Regions from separate parts of the Mus musculus genome. Here all the other regions are linked to region 2. A link is a contact called in public Hi-C and promoter capture Hi-C data. All regions are on one chromosome and are shown on one strand. Each heading gives the region's core, a stretch centred on a gene start, on an enhancer-like site or on the middle of the called end of the contact. The rest is flanking DNA. Distances are from core to core; before and after follow the strand shown.

Evidence for each region. Promoter capture Hi-C pulls out the DNA fragments that hold promoters and counts their contacts. A called contact is a pair of places that touch in the nucleus more often than the background predicts.
Region 1: a contact with region 2 is called in a promoter capture Hi-C map of the HPC-7 cell line. The contact joins the enhancer-like site here to the promoter of Mzt1 in region 2. A contact is called at or near these places in 11 of 39 promoter capture datasets (the 3T3-L1 cell line, the C10 cell line, the HPC-7 cell line and 6 more), 2 of 484 Hi-C or Micro-C datasets (the G1E-ER4 cell line and ventricular fibroblasts) and 6 of 115 datasets of contacts at active chromatin or transcription factors (embryonic hindbrain, embryonic midbrain, embryonic stem cells and 3 more).
Region 3: a contact with region 2 is called in a Hi-C map of the G1E-ER4 cell line, with 6 times the contacts expected there. The contact joins the enhancer-like site here to the promoter of Mzt1 in region 2. A contact is called at or near these places in 15 of 39 promoter capture datasets (the 3T3-L1 cell line, 3T3-L1-derived adipocytes, the C10 cell line and 10 more), 12 of 484 Hi-C or Micro-C datasets (the G1E-ER4 cell line, LSK cells, embryonic fibroblasts and 7 more), 12 of 115 datasets of contacts at active chromatin or transcription factors (astrocytes, bone marrow-derived macrophages, differentiating embryonic stem cells and 8 more) and 1 of 9 other capture datasets (adipose tissue).

Annotation. Positions count from the first base shown.
Region 1 is chr14:96,989,403-96,992,483 of GRCm38.p6, reverse strand. No RefSeq gene overlaps it. Among named protein-coding and RNA genes, the nearest start is that of Gm33525, 62 kb to the left of the region's middle. Within about 2 kb of position 1,758, at least 18 of the 459 cell types and tissues checked have an H3K27ac peak or open chromatin away from gene starts, as enhancers often do. A contact at or near this core is called in the G1E-ER4 cell line and the HPC-7 cell line, where this site is marked.
Region 2 is chr14:99,044,369-99,047,725 of GRCm38.p6, reverse strand. Mzt1 (mitotic spindle organizing protein 1) reads left to right here and starts at 1,590. Exons shown (of 3, transcript NM_175245.4): 1 at 1,590-1,732. The coding sequence starts at 1,663. Bora (bora, aurora kinase A activator) reads right to left here and starts at 1,349. Exons shown (of 12, transcript NM_175265.5): 1 at 1,046-1,349; 2 at 258-425. The coding sequence starts at 410.
Region 3 is chr14:96,961,009-96,964,088 of GRCm38.p6, reverse strand. No RefSeq gene overlaps it. Among named protein-coding and RNA genes, the nearest start is that of Gm33525, 90 kb to the left of the region's middle. Within about 2 kb of position 1,753, at least 2 of the 459 cell types and tissues checked have an H3K27ac peak or open chromatin away from gene starts, as enhancers often do. A contact at or near this core is called in the G1E-ER4 cell line, where this site is marked.

The DNA.
Region 1 (3,081 bases), core at 509-3,008, 2.1 Mb after region 2:
AAACACACTAAGAATTCCTCCTCATTATCATAAACATTAAGGAAAGACCTGTCATTAGCCTTCCATAAAATGGGTTATTTGTTTTTCAGTAGAAATGCATATTGGGATAAAGCACAGCTCTTATGACACGGACTAGAGAATTCTCCAGAAGAGTGATGCACTTGTTGCTAAGACAACCCACGAAACATTCAGATTTATGGAACATTAGACCAATAACCCTAAGGTCCTAACTCTGCAGTGGGGTAAGTAAATTTAAATGCTTCAAGTTTCATGGATTGCTTATAGCTTGCCTTGATCTTAAGGAAACTAATGAGAAGAAATAACACAAACATTGTCGTTTGGAAAATTTTACTCATGTATTTTTAATTTTATCTCTTGAGGAAACTTTTAAAAGTTTATCTAATTAGCAAAGTCCAAATAAAATTGTCAAAGAAATCTAAATCAGTTCAAGGCGAGGAAACAGAGGAGAAGAGTATTTGAACTCTACTCTGCACTCACAGACTCAAACACTAGCCTAAATAAGATCCATTATTTTAAGAGTCACTAAAAAGAACGATAAGAAAAAAAATGGGAACAATATTTATTCACATAGGTTACAAAACTAAATAGATGTCCATAAATAAGCTCTCGTTCCCATGATGCCAGTATAGCACACTTTACTTGGTTGACTTTAGCATTAAGAAAACTTAAAGAAGGTAATTAAAGTTCAATATTGATTTTCTAATATTAATTATCATTTCTTCAAATGTTTGTTTTAAAAACAGTTTTGCTCTACATTGTAATAAATGATTTTAGTGATGAAAGTTGCCTTCAAAAGTGTGATGGAAAAGAATTTGTGTAGGGTACTGTACAAATTGAGATACTGTGAGAATGTTGACAACGAGTATCTTCAAACTTCATCTATACATATATTGCAAATTATTTTTATCAAAATTAACCTGATTTCAACTGTTACTCAAATTTGAAATTCTGCTGCTTGTTTTAAATTTTTATCGATAATTGATAAGTTGATTTGAAATAATTTTAAATGGTATTAGCATTAAGATACTTTCTCTACAAAGTGTTGGGAAATACAGATTTTCTGAAATATAAGGGGTTTTGTGACGACAATGATATAAGTTATGTATGAATATAGTTAATCAATGAAAACAAAATATATTAAAGTATCAACAATAATGCAGTGATTTAACTGCTTTCATGGATGTTAAGTCAATAAACTTCTGAAGAATCATATATATTTAACCAAAAAAATAGATTTCTTGCATGTAAATGACCACATTTTAAACAAAAGTTATCTCCCAGACTTTTTAATCTTTGCTACATTTTACATATTGTACTTTCAAATTCATATCTCTGTGTTGACATATTTCAAATAAAGAAAGGGACTGTTGTTATTCTTTCTATGCTGTTTTCATTCAATTAACTCTACCATTTTATTTTTTTCTAAGCAAACAAGATGGCAGTTTACTCAGAGTAAGCCCGTAATAACATATATCGGCTAGAGTTGAACAAACACCTTTGCTCATGCAACGCCTTTTAAAATCAAACAGCTTTTAATAAAAGCAAACACACACGTAAATAGTGTTTCCCTTTGGAATTTGACTGTTAACAGAAAAATGATAAAAACATAAAAATGGTTTAAATTTGTACGGAAGTTAAATAGTTCAGGAAATGTTTTATTAACTGATAGCACGGGAGCAGGGTTTTGTTCTTTGCATGATACAGCAATGAAAGACTGAAACGTGTGCTATGTGGCTTTTGTCAAAGTTCTTCCTAACTGTATGAGCGTTTCACAAGGTTGTTGAAAACCACATTCTTATCAAGCACTCACAAAAGTAAAATTCTGTTTCAATATCTATTTTTTCTTAGATACATGCAGAATTTGAAAGGAGAACAAAAAAGTTCATATAGTTTTAAAATGGGAAAGTGGTTTGTACTTCTAGTAAATTATAACAGACATTCAGAGGAAGTAAAATTGAAACCAGAAATAGATACTTTTACTCTTTTGATATTAGTGTTTGATAACTTGATATATGTATATATATATATATATATAATGTTTTGATAGCAATATAAAATATAAACAAATAGCTATCATCTCCAAGTTAATATCACACAAGAGTATGTTTTCATCATTTAGATACAATTTATGATACATAATCAAATTTCTAAGAAAAATCAAATTTGAAGTGTTTGGAATTGCACATCTAAACTGACTTTGCTAATTTTATGAACTTCCAGTTTTGTATTAGTTAATGCAAATTGAACACAGACTTAGCATACAGGCCATTTGACCTGATATAGGTGATAAGATTGAAGAAGACTGGGATGGTGTGCTGTTTCACTGGGACACAGGATTTTTTTCCTGTACTAGCTGTGTAGAAAGTTAGTTTTTTTTTTTTCACAAATCTACCTTTCTCTCTGTAACTTGGGAATTTTAACTGTAGACTTGGTTTGTTTTTCATATCTTATAGAACTTTATGTTTGGACATGAATGACATTTAATATTAAATCATATTAAATATTTCTGAAACAAATATTCCCTGGTTATCGAATAGCATTACCTGGTTCTATTGGTGTAAAAAAACTTGATATATTTATTTTTTATAATATGTAATCAGATGAGAAAATATATTTATAATATATGCTATGACAAGTCTGCTTCTGATTTTTAGATTCTAAAATATCACATGTAAAATGTAAATTAATATAGTTTTGTCAGCATGGTATCATTTAGCAGGAAGAATCATTAATAATCCTTAAAAGTAAAGTGTGTAATTTAGTGTGATGTCAGGATACACAGTGAGAGGGAAATATATTTAACACAAAATAGAATACAAAATTGCAAGCTTACAATATTAAACAGTTCACAAAATTAGTTCTTGGATATGACATTATACACCATCAGGAAAAGGTAATAACATAATTAAGGGTGTTTGACATAATGTTGCCTGTGTACATGCAGCATACCACACACACTGACATGAGAATTGTCATTTAACAACGGGAACAACATGTTTAAACTCTATTTGAGTGGTACATTGAAAGAAAATTTAAGGTTTTCACATTGATTTCTTTAAG
Region 2 (3,357 bases), core at 341-2,840:
TTGGCTGCTGTCTTTGGTCTGAGGTATATATGAGTAGCTCAGCTGTGACCAGCTAACTTGTAAAGCCTGTGTGCTGTTTCTGTGCTGGTGTGGGCAGTTCCTGGATGTCGACCTCCTGCATAAGAGCGCTCAGATCATGTCTGCTCAAAGAACCATTACAAGATTAGGTGCCATCTTCTTCTTGTATTTACACTTAAAATTATTTGTAGTTACTTTCACTTAAAATCACTTGTAAACACTAGGCAAGAGAAACTTACTGGTAGTTTTGTGGACTTAAAGATAGAAGGACTAGCAAGGGTTTGTTCATGGAGATTAGAATAATCACTGGGACTTTCAAAGGGATTTAAAACAGGGATCCTTCCTGGAGTTTCTGGTGTTATTTGCATTTTTAATTCGCTGACATCTCCCATAGCCCAGGAAGCAAACTAGAAAGAAATCAAAAGTACACATATTAAAATTACTGAATATCATAGATATTAATCCCGACAAAATACATTCAACATCTCACTCCAAATCGAATCCTCTTGGGGTTAAGTTTCTATGGTTTACAAAGGAGAATCAGCCCTGCACGTTTTCTCAGATGATCCGGAGCCGAGCCTTGGGAGCTGGGGAAGGTACGGCAATGCTCCTATCACTTTTTCAGAGGAAGCAACGCATGCACGGAAGTTATGCGGCATATATGAAGCAGCCAACCGGTTATGAGTGGGCTCTGGTCCAATCTGATTACACCAAAAATAAGTGCCTTTCCAACCAAACGACTTCTATTTATCGTTTTCCTTATTCATCATCTCAAGACAAAACCGTACGAACACCGTCCGGATACCCAAGTAATTCCACACAGAACTGCAATTTTTACTACTGGCACGTTAGTCCTCACTTGAACAGGGTGAGTGACAGGCTGGACCCAGGTGGGGATTTAAACTACTTTTCCTAAAGAGCACTCCCCCTCCGGGATCCAAAGGCACGCTGCATTCCTTCCAAAGAGGGTTACAGCCAGAAGGGAGATGGGGGCGGGGGTGAAGAAGAAGAAAAGAAAAGAATTTACTTTTGTAAGATCAAAGTTGAGCGGGCTCCCTCGGAAACAGCAGAGACGTCACTTCCAGCGACCATTCAGTGTCCAGGCGCCCTCTCTCTCTGCTCCCCTTCACACCTAGGCGAGCTCACAGGTACGTCTGGGGCCAGGAAACCAGAGCGGTCCACCTCGAAGCAGGAGTCCAGGCCTGGGGCCACGGAGAACGTACCTACACTCGTGGGCAACGTGGAAGTTCTAGCATCACCCTGCAGATGCCCACGCCAGGCGCCGACTCTTTAACTCCCTCCGTGCTCTCCGGCCAACCAGGGCGCGGGGCGGGGAGAGGTCACCGGCCAATCGCGTCCCACCGCCGTCCGCGAACCAGCCAATGGCGTCGAGGCGGCCGGGTGAATTCGAACGCTAACTCCTCGCTCTACGTTCCGCGCAAGGGAACGAGGCTCCAAATTCAAATCAACGCGGTCCGGCGTCGGCGCTCGGCGCTCGGCGCGAGGGGGCGTGGCCCGGGCGGCGGGGGCGTGGCCTGGGCGGTGCGAGCGCCGCCGCGCGGTGTGTGGGCGGGGCCGAGCGGCGGCGGGCGCTCCAGTTCCGGGTCAGGCCTTCTCCCACCGGGGCGGGGGCCTCTCCTCTCCATGGCGAGCGGTAGCGGCCCGGGCGCGGCGGCCTCGGCCAACCTGAACGCGGTGAGGGAGACCATGGACGGTGAGTGCGCGTCGTTCTCGTCTGACCGGGCCTGCGCTTCCCGGCGCCGAGCCCCCGGATGGAGGCGTCGTAGAGGGCCCCACGGTCCCCGCGTCGGCCTCGGCGGTATCCTGCGAGGGGACGGGGAAGGGGACCCGCCGCGACCTCGAAGCTGGCGGCCCCAGAGCTCCGGTCTTCCGCTGCGGCGGAGTTTGGCGCGCGCGGGGCGTTCCAGGCCTCGCGACCGCTGCCTGCGAGCCCATCCTGGGGCCACGCGACCCGCCAAGTGTCTGGCGCCTGCTCGTGTCTGGCGCGTGCTCGTGGCCTGGGGACCCGGGGCGAAAGGGGTCGTGGACCTTTTTGTCCACGCGGTGAGCTCAGTTCCGGGGCCCAGGCGTTTCAGTAACGGGTTATTTGTTTCCAGTGATTGAGCACCACTCCCCGTCACCATCTCCCACTCCTTAGATCGGGCGACACGGGTGACCGCGGTTGTGGGTGTGTCCGCGCCCGCTGCCTGATAGGTAGAGCGCACCCAGAGGTACAGAAATAAGTCTCAGAGTTCCCTTCTCTCTGCTATGGTTCTGCAGCTTTGTCCCTCTCGGACCCAACACTTAGAAAGTAACTATTATTCGTAAACAATAAAATAAAGTTGTAGCTCCGGGTATTTAAAATAAGACAGCCAGGTAAAGTGTGTGTCAAGTGATCGGTTTTATTTGCTTTTTCTTTTGCGTTAGCAAGCATCTTTCTTTGTCTTAATTTTACACGTTTCCATCTACGTGTGGTTCTACATGTCTGTTTTGGCAGTGGCTTTGATGGTTTCCAGAGGTTACCCCCTCAACATCTTTCTCAAAAGATAACCTTACGCTTTGCAGTGGTTTTCCCCACCTAATTGTTTGCCACATTGTTCTTTTTCTGTCTCCAGCCTGTCTTTTTTTTTTTTCTTTTTTCTTTCATCTTAGATGTTCCACGGCTTATTGTTTTGTAAAAATAAATGTATGTACACAAGGGTACCGTTGTGGTTTTTAGGTTGTGTTGTTCTGAGATAAGACTCTTGCCTGTGTAGCCTAGAGTGACCTCAAGTTCCTGAGCTTCTCTTTTTGCCTCTGGAGCGTCCATGGGGTGCTGGGTGCACCAGTGTGTGTTGTGAGTAGTGTCTGAAGAGAACTGGTTAAGTTGGTGGGCCTGCTGTGAGGGCTAAGGCTTTGCATCCCAACCTTTTGTGAGAGAACGTGTTGTAAAGTAAAAAGTACACAGTATAAAAACATTTAAGAAGTTTGTTTGCTTTTTTAACGAAGTAAGAGTATGTGTGAGGTTTTAGCCCATTTAAGTCATTGTAAAAGAACCAGCATGAAATTTTCAGTTTGGATCTTCCTTTGATAGCAGTTTTTCTTGAAGCTCAAATTTTTTTCTCCTTATCATTTTGCTCATTTCAGGTTACTAACAGTGACTTTAAGCTTTTCCTGTCAGTGGTTGCTAGGTTAGTGGGACTCACCTGTAAAGTGTTCTTTTCAATTTCGAGGGCAAGCAGGTATGTAACTTTGCACATGTTGTGGGAGGAATATGATTTTTCCCAGCCGTACACTCACAAACAAGACAAGGAAGTCTCTATCGATGGAAGAGAGGTTTTCCCTATACGACAGGAGCAG
Region 3 (3,080 bases), core at 504-3,003, 2.1 Mb after region 2:
CCTTTTACTTTTGTTTTTCATTTATTTCTAACAGAACAGAACTTAGGCTTCAAAGACAGCAAAGGAAAGTCACTAAATAGTAAGGTATTTATTATTATTATTATTATTATTATTATTATTATTATTATTATTATTATTGAGTAGCAACACAAGATACATAACATAACTAGATAGTCGGCCCTGGAGGGTTTACAGGACTTGGGGATTTTAGAGCCAAAGAGCTAAGTAAGCTCTAAGTAAGTAAAGACGCAGCCCTGATATGAGTCAACCCACATCGGTAGGCTGCCTTGGAAATTTACTTTGAACTTTGTGAACAATTACAATAATTTTCTTTTCATGAACTTCATCTGTGTTTTCTCTCTATCTCTGTCCTTTTCTGTCTCTCTGTCTCATTCTGTTTCTGTCTGTGTGTTTGTCTCTGTCTCTGCCTCCCTCTCACTGTCTCTCCCTGTCTCTGCTTCTCTCTCTGTCTCCATGTCTCTCTGTCTCTGTCTCTCTCTCTCACGTGGACCCTGTGTCTTCTGCTTTCATGTCCCTTTTATGTCCTTACTTCTTTCTTCAATTTCACTTTCAAATAACTGTAAAAATGCATGTATGCATGCATTGCTCCAAATCTTTTCATTTAATGCTACAGCACCGCCAGCAAAACACATAATAATATTTCCCTATTTTACAGGTTGTATAACATAAGATAGTCTTTTTGTCATTTCTTTCTCATGTTGTAAAGTTAAAATATATTTCTGTCACACGAGTGCCTTCTCAACATGAGTGTGATCTTCCCACATCATTCATAATGAACTTTTAAATTAGAAAGGGAAAAATACGAACTAATATGATTCAACCTGTGATAAGGAATTTCATAGACAGAAAATTCAATAGCTGCCCAAAATGTTTTGTGCTCTGATAGTGAGTGTGAGGCATTGTTTAGATTTATTATATTCCCTCAGTTCAATCTCCGCTTGCAGCTCTTCCCGTCTCCCATGGGCCAGTGGCTCTTGATTCGCTTTGTCTTCAGTGTCTAAATCTGGAAATCTCCTTTCTTTACTTTGCTCTATTCTTTCCGTAGAAAAGGTTTCTGTGTGCAAGTGCTTTCCAGTCTTTTTAATTTCTTAAACAAATAAAAGAAAACGGCCTGCATGTATTAATCCTTTTTTAATAACCATGACTAAAAGATGGAGCATTTGCTTGGTATTGTTTTGAACTGCTATTATCTTTTAAAGAGTTTTATTTTTATGGTATCTATTGTGGCCTGCAGTTAAAATGACAAAGATGCTCGTGCTGGGCAAACTGAAGAAAGCTTTAGTTCACTGAATAAAAACCTGAGATGGACAGAAGGTTTGCTAAAAGTATTTTTTGTTCATATTCTGTTGCCGCTATAGTTTCTTTTAAATAATTTTTCTTTACTTAGAAAACATGGGATTTACTCTACATAAAACTTTTCATAGGCTGGGAGAAAGTTGTGTAAGACTTGGTACATTGCTGCCATCTATGGACCGAGAGTGAAAACTGATCTTCACTTTAAAGGTGGTTGATGTTGCCCTTTGTGTACTTATTAGCTCTATGAACTCCTAAACGACAGTCGCCTTTTGGGTAGAATTTATTAAAAGGAAGACAAGGAGGCTAAGAAGATGCCTCCGAGGATAAAGCCCTTGCTGCACAAGTGAAGGAACTAAGTTAGATCCTCAGAACCCAAGCGGCATCAAAAGCAGTAGTTCACACCTTACTGTTAAGTGCTGGTGACACGGACAAAATCTGGACACCAGGAACTTGTGGACAGTCAATCTTTTCAAATCAGTGAGCTCCTGGATCCTTTTAAGACTCAAAAGCTAAGATAAAAGAAACAATTAAGGGAACAATAAATTCTAACTCTGACCTCCACACATAATGAAATGAATGAGAATGCATATAAACACACACACACACACACACACACACACACACACACACACACACACTGAACACAAGTGCCTGCATTAGCGAACTGCACATCCACAGTTGGCAGGTGCTTTGATTAACCAATCAAATTTCCACCTAGGGATCTGCCAAGATTGTGTAAAGAGAGGATACATGTGTATTAGCAACCCCACTTAAGAAAGGAAAAGGTTGAGCCCAAAGGAGTACTGGTGTTTTGCCCCAGTCATTGAGCAGACCTGGGAACACTTGGGAGGACGGCTCCTGATTCCATTCTCTGAGATCACCTCACCAAGCTCATCAGGCCTGGCCTTTCATATAAGCCTGCATCAGACGCTTCTCTAATTGTCTATTACTTACAAGTGGTTATTGCATAAGAGCTCTGCTCTCTCGTGCTCTCACCATACCTGACTGACTAACCTCAGTACAGGACTGTTTCAGGAATTAGAAGACTTCTGACATCAGGAAAACCAAAGTTTCTGAACTTTGGAAATTATTTATTTTATTTTTTGGTATTATTATTAGCTCTTTGTATTTTCCTCTTTCAAATCCGACCATATATTCCCATTTTGCTCCATTTCAAATTAATGGCTTTAATTCCATTCATCTTTGTTACATAAATACGCACACACACCATGTGTGTGTGTGTGTGTGTGTGTGTGTGTGTGTGTGTGTGTGTGTGTGTGTGTGTGTGTGTGTGTTTGACTATAACCTGCACTTTTTGGTCTAGCCTCGTATGCACTAAAATTATATTCATAAATAAACAGGAAAGAACACTTCAAAGAATGGCAAGGGCAGTAAAATTTTAACTTACTGGTATTCTAGGAAGGTGGGAAACCACTAATCCTTAGTGCTAAAGAAAGATGCTTTCAGGAAAATATAAGCTAGTAAAAATAGCAGATATAAATGAAATTTTAGTAAATGAATGTTATAATGAGGCAAATATGAGGGGATAATGAGAACCTGTTTACTGGATAAGATGTCACATTCTGTTTCTTGTGCTATAAAGGCACAGAGCCAGTGAAGTTCAAACCCTACTTAAGTAAGTACAGAGATCTAGGGAAAGTCCTGTAGAGAGCATTAGATTTTTCTTGAGATAATACTTGATACAGGAATTGTTTTTGCAAGTACAATAATGATTTGATAATGATGGAGGAAACCTTGTATAA